2 separate regions of the Bicyclus anynana genome follow, and region 1 is linked to region 2. Evidence: chromatin contacts called from public Hi-C data. All regions are on one chromosome and are shown on one strand. Each heading gives the region's core, a stretch centred on a gene start, on an enhancer-like site or on the middle of the called end of the contact. The rest is flanking DNA. Distances are from core to core; before and after follow the strand shown.

Evidence for each region. A called contact is a pair of places that touch in the nucleus more often than the background predicts.
Region 1: a Hi-C map of whole larva shows a contact between it and region 2, with 2.9 times the contacts expected there. The contact joins the enhancer-like site here to the promoter of LOC112053478 in region 2. A contact is called at or near these places in 2 of 2 Hi-C or Micro-C datasets (whole body and whole larva).

Annotation. Positions count from the first base shown.
Region 1 is chr3:3,222,265-3,229,041 of ilBicAnyn1.1, forward strand. It overlaps LOC112045460 (zinc finger protein chinmo), which reads left to right. Exons shown (of 7, transcript XM_052891071.1): 3 at 625-848; 4 at 2,017-2,327; 5 at 2,688-2,890; 6 at 3,610-3,807; 7 at 4,917-6,777. The coding sequence ends at 5,110. Among protein-coding and RNA genes, the nearest start is that of LOC112045492, 14 kb to the right of the region's middle. Within about 2 kb of position 5,042, at least 8 of the 8 cell types and tissues checked have open chromatin away from gene starts, as enhancers often do.
Region 2 is chr3:3,074,737-3,081,653 of ilBicAnyn1.1, forward strand. It overlaps LOC112053478 (cytochrome b-c1 complex subunit Rieske, mitochondrial-like), which reads right to left and starts at 1,630. Exons shown (of 4, transcript XM_024092893.2): 1 at 1,320-1,630; 2 at 1,099-1,239. The coding sequence starts at 1,524.

The sequences.
Region 1 (6,777 bases), core at 3,792-6,291, 150 kb after region 2:
CAAGCGATGTTTCTGCGCTCGCCCAAAATCAAAATCTCCGGTGACGCCTCTGAGGTGCCATTAAGAAGCTCACGGCACTAACACGATAAAAAAAAAAAGTAAAGCTTATCAACTTACTAGTAGCTTACAGTACACTTGTTTCTAGCGACTCCGGTACAGACTACAGTTTTGCATATAAACATTATGAGATCTGCTTGTTTTATCAACTGTTTTATATAAAAAAACCTCATTACAAATACTTTTTTTTTCATTCTTTACAAGTTAGCCCTTGACTATAATCTCACCTGATGGTAAGTGATGATGCAATCTAAGATGGAAGCGGTCTAACTTGTTAGGAGGAGGATGAAAATCCACACTCCTTTCGGTTTCTACACGGCATCGTACTAGAACGCTAAATCGCTTGGCGGTACGTCTTTGCCGGTAACTAGCCACGGCCAAAGCCTCCCACCAGCCAGACCTGGACCAATTAAGAAAATCTCAATCGGCCCAGCCGGGAATCGAACCCAGGACCTCCGTCTTGTAAGTCCACCGCGCATACCACTTCGCCACGGAGGCCATCAAAAGCCGTACTTTTGTATGTTGTAAAATATTTTATTCTATTTAGATTTGTTTTCCTTATTCCAGGTCGCCAGTTCAAAGCTCACAAGGTGATCCTGGCCGCCTGCAGCAAGCACTTCCAGGAGCTGTTCGACACGGCGCCGCCCAGCCATGCCGGCGCCTGCTACGTGTTCCTCGAGGCGACCAGCGCCGACAACATGCAGGCCCTCCTCGAGTTCATGTACAAGGGGGAGGTGCACGTCAGCCAAGATGCGTTGTCTAGCTTCCTTAAGAGCGGCGAAAACTTGCAGGTATGGAATACAGTCCAAAATGGAAGCATGATGGTCATCGTCGTCAACCCATATTCTGCTCACTGCTGAGCTCGAGTCTCCTCTCAGAATGCGAGGGGTTAGGCCAATAGTCCACCACGCTGGCCCAATGCGGATTTGCAGACTTCACACACGCAGAGAATTAAGATAATTCTCTGGTATGCAGGTTTCCTCACGATGTTTTCCTTCACCGATTGAGACACGTGATATTTAATTTCTTAAAATGCACACAACTGAAAAGTTGGAGGTGCATGCCCCGGACCGGATTCAAACCCACACCCTCCGGAATCGGAGGCAGAGGTCATATCCACTGGGCTATCACGGCTCCCATGATGCATGATGGTCAGATATTAGTAATTTTAAAGCAACTAGAGCCGTGATAGCCTAGTCGATATGACTTCTGCCTCCGATTCAGGAGAGCGTAGGTTCGAATCCGGTCCGGGTTATGCACCTCCAACTATTCAGTTGTGTGCATTTTAAGAAATTAAATATCACGTGTCTCAAACGGTGAAGGATAACATCGTGAGGACTAACCTGCACACCAGAGAATTCTCTGCGTGTGTGAAGTCTGCCAATCCGCATTGGGCCCGCGTGGTTTACTATTGGACTATAACCCCTCTCATTCTGAGAGGAGACTCGAGTTCAGCAGTGAGCCGAATATGGGTTGAAAATGATGAAAAATGAAAAAAACTGAAGTTTATTAACTCCTGATCAGTTAGGTAAGTCCGGTGGACAAATAATGCCTCTTCAAGCATCAAGATCCAATCTCCATAGTATGCACCGGCATGTTCCTATTTTTTCATCGAGGCAACCAGACTATTTTTAACCGACTTCAAAAAAAGGAGGAGGTTCTCAATTTTCGTTTTTTTTTTATTTGAAAGAGTATACTTCCAGATTCCCATTTAATTTTTATGAAAATCACTTTAGTAATTTTGTATTAAAATAAAAATAACGAAATTGCCCATACTGTGGCGCTCTCGTTCATATGCTTGCAGACACTAAAAACAGAAAAATAAAATCTTTTTAGGAACTTACTAAAAAGCAAAAAGTCGGTGCCAACACAGTGATGTTTTAACTAAAGCCGTTTAAATCATAAAGTTTTAGGATTTTCAGACTGTTCTTTTTTCATATACTTTCATATATTTTCCAGGTCAAAGGTCTATCGATGGAAATGTCCAACGACGCTTGGGTGAAGCAACAAACTCAGCAATCCACAGAACGTCATCAGGCCCGAGTGAAAACGAGTCCAATTTCCGGATCAGGGACCTGTGACGTCCAGGACTCTGCCCAGCCTCAGCCGCACCCGACGACGTTCGCCCCCATGCCGTACGGTTACCCTGGCTCCGGCAGCATGGGGCGCTATGCCCCGCCAGCCCATCTGCCCATACACTCGACCTCGCACCGCAGACCCGTTCAGCCCAAACCATCGCCGTCTCAGAGTCCACATACTAGGAATTACAGGTAGGTTGTAGTGAATGTCCTTTGATTCTCTTAGGTTCAGGTACCATCTAAAGCCTTCACCACGCAGCTCAATCGATTAAGTTGTTGTTAGTCATTACCATTGCGTTTAACGTTTTACTGATCATAATAATAAGTGAATGGATAAAAAACTGTACTAAAAAAATTGTGGTAAAGCCGTGGCTTAATGTGGCTTAATTGAATATGTACTAAAGACATAAACTTACAACTCCGAGATTTACTATTTTGGTAAGAAAAATCCATCAAGTGTCAGTTTTTGAGATTGATTCAGGACTTCAAGATCTATAGGTACCTAACATAACAAACATATGGCCGATAAAGATGATGATGTGGTGATTGCAGGCAAAGCTCATCATCATCACACTGCGGCAGCGTCGCTGACGAGCCCGACACGCGCTCGTCCCCGGGCGCCGGCCCGCGGTACGAGGACACCCCGGAGTGCACGTCCACTCTGGCGAACCCGGTCAAGAACAACGGATACGAACGAGCCGCCTCGGGTAACGACGAAATGATGGACCGCGTGTCAAACGACCAGGGCGCAGAAGGTTAGTATGGAGGCGAAATTGATTGTTTCTTTTGTGAGACGACTCCACTCTGAGAAAATAATCCACTTCAATACATACGTAAGGAACTTACAATTTACTTATGATACATACATACAAAAATTATGAGTAATAGGTGCTGCTTATTGTGCCGCAAACCATGTTAAGCATAAGGGACTTGTTTACAAAATGGAGTTTCTAGAGGTACGAGTGTAAACACAAAAAACAAACGAGATAATTTTGTCTACATAACGCTCTCTTTCTCTCTCTCTCTCTTTGCAACGAGAACTATGTTATGTTATCAATTTCATTGCGGTGGGACGAAAGGGAGACGTAGACAATTTATCTCGTTATTTCTTGGCGCCCATCTCAGACCTGCTGAACTCTGTTTGCTTAGAGCTTTACTTTATTCCGAGAAATTCTTAAGCTAATAGTTCACCACGTTAGACAAATGCGGATTGGCTGACTTTACACACGCAGAGAATAAAGGAATTCTCAAGTATGTCGTTTTCCTTACGATGATTCCTTTACCGTTTGAGACACGTGATATTTAATTTCTTATGATGCAAATAATTGAAAAGGTGGAGTTGTGCCCTCCGAATTAATGTTTATCACAGCTTTGACTAATAAACCTCACTTTAACCTTCCATTACCACATAATGTTATTCAAACTATTTAAAAATATCTACAGAACTTGGTCATAAATATGATCAAAATTCCAGATTTACGAGTGAAAAGTGAAAACGACTACAACACGAGCGGCTACAACAACTCTCCGCCGCCCGCCGTGCCGCTGCCCACCACTAACTACCACGACAAGCCCGCCGACACCTCGCCCGTACCACCCAAACCCAGCCCCGAAACCATCTGGCCAACCAAACTGATCACAAGCAAGTCCGGCGGAATCGCTACTGCTGACGGTAAACTATTTTTTTATTTTTTATTATTTTTTTTTTTTTATTTTTTTTTTTACAAGTTAGCCCTTGACTACAATCTCACCTGATGGTAAGTGATGATGCAGTCTAAGATGGAAGCGGGCTAACTTGTTAGGAGGAGGATGAAAATCCACACCCCTTTTGGTTTCTACACGGCATCGTACCGGAACGCTAAATCGCTTGGCGGTACGTTTTTGTCAGTAGGGTGGTAACTAACCGCGGCCGAAGCCTCCCATCAGCCAAAAACTATATTTTACGCATACAAATTATTTATCACGACAAACTGCCTCGATAAGCCCGTCAACACCTTCACTATACCGCCCAAACCCAGCCCTGAGAACTTTTGGTCAACCAAACTGATCACAAGCAAGTCCGGCGGAATCGCTACTGCTGACGGTACACTATATTTTATGCATACAAATTATTTATCACGACAAAATGCCTCGATAAGCCCGTCAAGACCTTCACTATAACGTTCAAACTCAGCCAAGAGAACATCTGGCCAACCAAACTGATCACAAGCAAGTCCGGCGGAATCGCTACTGCTGACGGTATACTATACTTTACACATACAAGTGATTGAAACGGTCAACTACCTTGACAAACCCGTCAACACCTTCACCACACCATCCAGAGCCCAACCTCAGAGTCGGCATTATCTGGCCCACTAAACAGTTAACAAGACCGGTGGAATCGGTACTGCTGGCGGTGCTCTCTATTTTACAAGCTTTTATTTAACTTGGCCTCTTAATATGCCTTTATGTTAAAAATTGACGAACCACCAAAACAACAACTGACGGTAGTTACTCTCTTTATTATAGTTTTCCCTGCTATTGTGCATGTATATAGGTATGCTAAATCAGAGTCAGTCAGGTTTAGCTGCTTTGCCGTAAAAATATAACAGACAGACTTACTTTCGAATTTTTTATTATTTTTTATTAATATTTATGCGTCTTTAAACGCAAATAACATTTAAAAAATTGTGTGTTTTGTTCCTTTATTTACTCATACACCGATTACCATTTTTATGGAACTTCTATTTTCATTTAATCAACTTTGTTTATTTTACTTATGATGAAACCATCAATTTCCAGGTAAAAAACTAAAGTGTCCATACTGCGAGCGGCTTTACGGATACGAGACGAACCTGCGCGCTCACATCCGACAGCGGCACCAAGGCATCCGCGTGCCGTGCCCGCACTGTTCGCGCACGTTCACTCGCAACAACACGGTGCGGCGCCACATCGCGCGCGAGCACCAGCGCCCTCTGGCCAACCACACGCAGTAAACCTGTCTCTTTATTTGTTTAACTTTTATTAACCGATCTACCTCTGCTCTTTTCGGCGCGCGCGGGTGATTTATACACGCATTTTGTTGAAACTATCAAATTTGGGAGTTGTAAATTTGATAGTTTATTTGCTTCGATCACTTATAAACTTAGGCTAAAGGCCTTTTCAACTTAGCACTTGTAATTAAACGTTTTAACAGTAGGTACCCCTCAATGCTTATTTAAAACTGCAATAATCTAAGATGCTCAAAATGGATGATTTTTTTTATACTTTTTAATTCAGTGTTTTAACGTAAATGTCCTACAGTTAGTGATTTAGAAACCATCAAGTGCATCTAAATTTTATAAGTGATCGAAGTTTATTTGTGAAAAATTCGTGTCCCGTTTTTCGAGAGCTAAAAAGTGGTCCCCCGCGCCGCGTCTCTACTCTTTATAAAATGCGTACAATTGTATACCTCGTTGATGCATATTTTGTAACAGTGATCTACCTCAAAAATTGATCTTAAGATTTTTTAAGATTTTGGAATTTTGCGATAATTGTTACTTAATTTAATAATCACGTGTGACTTCGAACGGTTGCTCAGTGCTTCTACTTTTGGTACATGTTCAAAACATATTGTACCTTCATTTTTGCACCTTTGTCGCGTTAACGTACCTTATTTTGACTGTGAGATAAAGTTACCTTTATTAGACGATTTATTTTTGAGCTCTCGGTCGAGTGTGACATAGCTTTTATTATATTAAAAAAAATGAGCTAGGGAATCTTAGAAATGATGTTGAGACTGACGGTCATAGGCTTTAGTGTATGTAAATAATAGGAGAATGTATATCGCCTTGGCCTAGGTTGAGACATGCGTTTGACGTTGCACTGTGGCAAATACTTCTATTACTATTATTATTTACATTATTATATTCTATATATCCATCACAATAGACTGCTAAACCGGGTTAAGTTTATTTTATTTTGAACACAACTGTGATACAATAAGGACAGGCTCTATATTATATTTGTTTACGTTTTTGCCACACTGTTTATTGTTTGAGTAAACACACGCGGGCGTGGAACTCGAGTTCCAACGGTTCTGTACTGTACAAAGACGGACGGTTTTATTTTGTACAAAGTACAATTTGCCCTAGATGCATAAGTAGGTAGGTAATAACGTGTTTTTTTTTAAATTTGCGTGTAAGTTTGTGACGCGTGAATGTGTTTACAGTCCATCAACGTATCAGTGACGCAACGCCTCGCCTGCGCGGGTGTTATTATTGAGACCAAATGATTATATGTTTTTTTGCGATGGTATCGATTTTAACATTCCGTTTCGGACATTTTCGTTTTGCAGTAGCACACATAGGCCACTTATTATATGTACCTAGTCATTTCATGTGCAACCGCTTGAGATTTAAAGAATAATTATTTATGCGGACCACCGACGGTGTCGTTGTATTATAATTGTTGTCTAAACACTGTCGGTGGCCGTTTTTGAAATATATTAAATAACAATTAGATTCCGAACTATATGATTTTAAGTTGATCTTAATGCAAAGCAAACGGGATAGTGCCAAATAACCTCAATTTTAAGTATCGCCATAAGGATAACTAATTGTAATAGGATATCGTAAACAGGCGTCAGAAGGCCCAAGGTCACGCTAATAATGCACTTCAAGTT
Region 2 (6,917 bases), core at 380-2,879:
CATTTTGGTCAACCCAGGTGGACTGACAACATCAAGTGAGTCACATGAAGTTGCTAGATGCAGGTAACTCAGAATTGTGGTGTCTGGAGGTCTCTACAAAAGGTCTATACCATGCAGAGGATGTCCATCAGCTGATGATGATGAATGGTGATGATTTTTTTTTTATTCTTTACAAGTATAGCCCTTGACTACAATCTCACCTGATGTAAGTGAAGATGCAGTCTAAGATGGAAGTGGGCTAACTTATTAGGAGGAGGATGAAAATCCACACTCCTTTCGGTTTCTACACAACATGGTACCGGAACGCTAAATCGCGTGGCAATATGTCTTTGCTGCTAGTGGTAACTAGTCACAGCCGAAGCCGATCTGGGCCAATTAAGAAAATCTCAATCTGCCCTGCCGGAGATCGAATTCAGGACCTCTGTGTTGTAAATCTACCACTCATACTACTGCACCACGGAGGCAATCAAAATGAATAATGAAGTGTCTTATATCAGGTTGTCTGTGATCATGGCAAACTTCTGGTCTGCTCTAAACACAACCATGAGGGACAAGTATAGCTATGCAGCATAACTAATCCAGTAAGCCTACGATGCGCATGACATATGCTGAGAGAAGAGACAAAATTGTAGAATAATAGCAGTCAAATTGAATTTAGCACTTAACACATTTAATGACTGACAACAGAAAAATAAACAATAACTTGTCACTGGAATGGAAAATGACTTGAATTTATACTTGAACACTCACTTTTTCTACAATTATCAAATCAAACAGACAAATTGACTGCTAGTACTTCTTGTTTTTTTTTTAATTGAATTTTTTGTACCTATCATCATCATTTATATGTGACAATAGGATAAGAAAAAGAATTATTAAAACTATTTCAGAAAAATAACCACTAGCTTCTTCAATGTTTCACCACCATAAATTATTATTGTTTGTTATGAGACTAGTAAGGATTAAATCTAAATGACTCTTCTACAAAGCATATGTTAACATTGCCTGGTGTCTAGTAATCAGTTCACTCTTGAGTTATGTACAGTTTAGGTACTTTACTAACTTAAATACCTAAGGAAAAGTCAAGGAAAAACTAACCTCCAGCAATAAGGTATGTGAATGACTGGCGGTCATCTATATTCTCCTTTGCCTTAGACGTCGGGTCCTGCGTCTCCTTACGACGGTACGCAGAGAAGTCGGGGTACGCGATATCGGTGTGCGCGAAACGTACTTGAATCGCTGAAAATGGCAGAATCGTGTTATGTAACATGGTTTTCTTCATAACTACTTTGTTGATATCAAATTGTCATGTTACTCACCACTGGGACCATGTTTGATCTTCAAGTTCTGGGCAGGCAAAGCTCCATGTAATGACTGCACGGTGGAAGTCTTCGGAAGAGGTTGCGACACCAGTTTGTCAGCCGGAGACGGTGCTACGACGAGGGGTTTCAGGCCATTCGACACTACAGTTGAACTGGCTTTAAAGTATGGAGCCAAGTGACCAGCCCTCGCGACGGAATTCATTTTGCTTGGGAACTGAATTTACGCAATAAAATTGCTTTTAATTTTTCGCAACGCACTCGTTTGACGTTCAATTGAAAACGTCAAGTTGAACACCATGACCTTGACAGTTGTCACTATAGTTGCCATACTTTCGTTTCGAGTTATTGATTTTTAACTTTTACATTCATCTAATCATATTTTATTTTATTTAAATTTTCCAAAGCACATAAATTAAGTAATAAAATATGTTTAATAAAAATTATAATTAACGCTCTGTATTAAAAATTAAAAAAAATAAATGTACTGTTCTCTATTTTGAATCCTCGTTAACAGATGTCGCTAGCAGTAACAGGTAAAATATTCTTGTGACTTCTAATAGATGTCGCTATCTGTTGGTGTGTTTTTTTTAGGATTCCGTAGTTTTTTAAATATTATTGGAGTTTGGCGGTTTGCTATATTATGTGGATTTATAAGAATACATAACAAGCATTTTCGGCAAGTCCTCAGAAACTGCTCCGTTTTTAATGACTTTTTTAAAGTTATGTTATTCAAAATCAGAAACCTTTTGGTGCGGATACGAAATGATATAGGTATATTGTTTAAACAATATGTATGCTTTATATAATAAGTAATTAAAAAATACTGCCAACTTTAAAAACACAAACGTATGCAGAAAACTAATAAGCGAAAGAAAATATTATAATATTTTCTATCTACTGATCAATTTGAAGGCGATGCCAATGGTCCAATTAATGGATAAAAAATCAATCGTCTACTGTTTTTCTAGCATTAGGGTTCGAATTGTTTTTTCATATTTTAAGAGAATAATGGAAAAGCAATTCCAACCATAGGGGTAGGGGTAGGTAAAACAGGGGATGGAACTATACGAATGAAACTGTGAGGCGTCGGCTAATGAAAGAAAGAAGAAATAAAGATAATTTTATTCAAATCTTAAAGTTACAGTCCGTCAGTACCCTATCCTTATGACAGCATGTCTGTCTGTAACCCTTAAAAAGAAAGGGTGTACAGCTCAGCATATGACGTGCACTACGTACAATTATAATACACGGCGCTGATTTTCAGCTTAGACCCGTGTGACGTCATAGCTAATAAATTATACAAATAAATTCATTGTAACTAAATTAAAATAAGCAATACAAATAAATTCAATATAACTAAATTAAAATAATGATGAATACCTTACCTTATCAGCCGATAGACGTCCACTGCTGGACATAGGCCTCTTGCATGGACCTCCAAGCACAACGATCTCGAGCCACCAGCATCCATAATGATAAATATATATATCACCCCTATTTTCCCACCTTAGGGTAGTAACTTTTTTTCAAACTGATATGAGATTAATTTTAAGTCCTATCTAATGAACCATAGATTTTTCCAAGGCGAAAAGTTGCCTTGTGTTAATCCATAGTAAAATCTATTTCATTCCAAATTTCACTCATATCGGTACAGTAGTTGCGGCGTTAAAGAGTAACATACATCCATACAAACTTTTTAGATATCTAGATATCAATATCATGGACCTACTACCAACTATTTACAAACGCAAATAGATACTACCTATTTAAGTAAGTATATAAATATTTTCATGGCCGTTACTGCGTTTTGTTGAGGCATATCCGTGTGTACTTAAGTACATGCGTAAATATCTACTTAATGCATGCATGAATTTTTATGTGTTCACTCACACGTTGACAAATTTATGATAACCCTACCATGCGAACATGCGATGACCTTAACTTGGAGTGTTAAAAAAATATCATTTCCGCGGTGCGAACTACAAAAATACACGCACCTTGCATTAGCGTTTAGATACGTCACACGTCACTCCCAACAAAATATTGACGTGTTTGGCGACTTGCAACACTTATCAACAGATGGCGTTGGTTGGTTCACAAACGATGTAGTGCGTTCTTCAAGATGCGTTTCCGAACAGAATAGCGGTTAGGTATAATGATGGAGGCGATGCGTTGCGCGGGGCGCCCATGGGAGGGACGGCCCAATTTAAACGGCTTGCCGTTACACAATGAATTTATTGCCGCATACGGTTGAGGCTGACACATATTGCGTGCATGTCATGTGCGGACTGGAATGCTAGGACTGAACAATTAATAGATGAGGTGGGCTCTCATTTCAAAACAAAACTATTAGTTGGTCGGCATACGTTAGTCAAGTAGTTGAAATTAGTATAGACTGAGGAATGAGGATCTAAGTATAGAAAATGATAAAAAAATATCATCATCATCATTATCAACCTATATTCGGCTAATTGCTGAGCTCGAGTCTCCTCACAGTATGAGAGGGGTTAGGCCAATAATCCACCACACTGGCCCAATTGGTAGACTTCACACACGCAGAGAATTAAGAAAATTCTCTGGTATGCAGGTTTCTTCACGATGTTTTTCCTTCACCGTTTGAGACACGTGATATTTAATTTCTTAAATTGTTATGTTGGAAGTGCATGCCCCAGACCGGATTCGAACCCACACCCTACGGTATTGGAGGCGGAGGTCATATCCACTGGGCTATCACGTCTCTCAATAAAAAATAGGTTATCTATACTAATATTATAAAGCTGAAGAGTTTGTTTGATTGAACGCGCTAATCTCAGGAACTACTGGTCCGATTTGAAAAATTCTTTCAGTGTTAGATAGCCCATTTATCAAGGAAGGCTATAGGCTATACATTATCCCCATATTCCAACGGGAACGTGAACCATGCGGGTGAAACCGCGCGGTGTCAGCGTAGTATTTTAATAATTTATCAATTATATTAAGGCCTATTTTAAGGGCGAGGCATTGAAGCAGCGTGATGGGTCTAGCTCCATATCCCCTGTCTTGTAAGGATGAATAAAAAATAGTCTGATCTTCATGTTTGTAAAGAAAGAAGAAAGAAAGAAGAACATTTCTTTCTTTCTTTCTTTCATGTTTGTAAGTGTATGTAGGTACCTACCTAAGGAATTAAGTATAATCTATTCAGTGCAGTCATAATTTTTAATTTAGATTATCATAGTTTTTTAAAAAATACCATTTGTCACATCTATTTTTAAATTTTTCCGATTCCCCTCGAATTTTTCTGAAAGATTATTTTAGGAGTGGGTACGACAATAGTGTCTCGTTTAAGGGAGTCTAGTACCAGCCTCCTCCACTGCCAACCTGCTCGTGATGCATCCTGCAGGTCGACCAATAGCGGCATAACCATTCGGAACTGGCTGGATTTTGCAAATGGTACAGACCGGTGTCGGGCAGCAGCGACACTGGCGGCGCGGAAATATCCAGCCCTGTGAATGACCAACCCTCATGTCTAGCGTGGTCATTTTCGGGCATGGATAACAACAAAACGCAACAGCCTTTAGTCCACGGTGGCCCTATTGGCATGGGGTGTCAAGAATTTCCTGGGGAGCTAGTTGCAAGGAGCCGCTGGATGCTAACGGTTTGAGACCGACCGACCGTTTGACTGATAATTTAATAATGATAATGATGGTAAGCTCTGGAGCCCCTTTCCTCTTGAGCTATTGGACTTATTTAGATGACTTTAACTTGATAGTTGATACCTACCTACTATTTTCATACTGCAGTGATTGTGTGCACAAGACACACAAACGCAAGGAACTAAAACAAATAAAACTACAATGTGTTGACCTGCCAAGTCGAATTTTCGCTCGGAAATAAACAGTCTGTGAATGTCGTCCTACATGGACTGAAAGCCTGCGATGGGTAGACGTTCCTCATTTTAAAAAGCATGTTTGTCTGTCCAGTCCATGCTTCTACCAAAGGTAAGTAATAACAGCCTGGAGATGGGAAGATGGCGGCCTTTGTGCCACCGTGCCTCGAAGAGCACGTAAAGCCATCGGTCCTGCGCCTGATATTTCACCGGTTGTATGGCTCTGCCGTCCCATCGGAGTATGAGTCTGAGAGAATAGACACACACTATAATATCTTCTGCGTGCATGTTTAATCTCTCCATGAGATTGACCGCCGTGGCCACCATGGTCCCAGCAACCCCCTAATAAGCTACCGAGTACTGTACTTACCTATGGTAGTTGCATCGGCTGACGAACTTTAAGTAAGTCTGACTATCGCATGCTTTTGTCTAACACCTATGAGGCCGCGTATCCGAAGTGAGTGACCGATGTTATAGACGAACTGCATTAAATACGAATAGAACACTAAATGTATGATTTTTACTTGGCGTTCGTCCAAATTGAACGCTCGTTTTGTGTAATTTGGCATGTTTTCCGCCTCGCCGACACCTGTCATCATGCAGACTACGAAGTTCAAGTGTTCACTGTCGTGTGCCTCGGCCCTCGGTTACAATTATTTTAGTTCCATCGTTTTTATAGCAATACTTGACAGACAAAGCAAAGGGTCCAAAGATCGCTTATAAACAGTTTAGCACTTCTCAGAGCATGCAAGGGTCATGGCCTATTATATAGCGACACCCTGTGTTCATCAATATTTGGCATAATTGGAGATAAGATTGTAATTCTCAAATCAGATTTTGTAATTAATTCAATATAGTTTAGGAGCGAAGCCGATCAGTGCGTATTGCCAGTGATGACATATGGATCCGAGACTTGGTCGCTGACTATGGGCCTTATCAGAAGGCTCAAAGTCACTCAGCGGGCGATGGAGCTAGCTATGCTTGGAGTTTCTCTGCGTGATCGAATCCGGAATGAGGAGATCCGCAGACGAACCAAAGTCACTGACATAGCTCAGCGAGTCGCAAAGCTGAAGTGGCAATGGGTGGGCCACATAGTTCGAAGAGCCGATGGACGTTGGGGTCCCAAGGTGCTGGAATGGCGACCCCGCACCGGAAAGCGCAGTGTTGGGCGACCCCCCACTAGGTGGACCGAGGATATCAAGCGGGTTGCAGGGAGCCGCTGGATGCTGGCGGCTCGAGATCGTTGTGCTTGGAGGTCTATGTCCAGCAGTGGACGTCTATCGGCTGATAAGTTAAGGTAGGTAATTTAGGAGCCTTAATAGCCCAGTGAATATGAACTCTGCTTTCGATTCGGGTATAAGTTCGGTATCTGGCCCGGGGCATCCACCTCCAACTTTTCAGTTATGTGCATTTTAAGAAATTAAATATCAAGTGTCTCAAACGGTGAAGGCAAAAACATCGTGAGGAAAAATTCACCTAACCTGGGATTTAACCCTTCTAATTCTCAGAGGAGACTCGCGCTCAGCAGTGAGTGAGAACTCCGGAAAAAAAATCTGCCAAAAAAAGTAATTCAATCCATTACGGTATTTCCCGTAATGGATTGAATTACTTTTTTTGGCAGATTTTTTTTCCGGAGTTTAACAGTAAAAATGGATATTTTTAGTACATTTACATTTTCCGCAAAATTCCGAGTTAGGACTGGGTCAGGATCTGGCATTCTCCTTTGACGG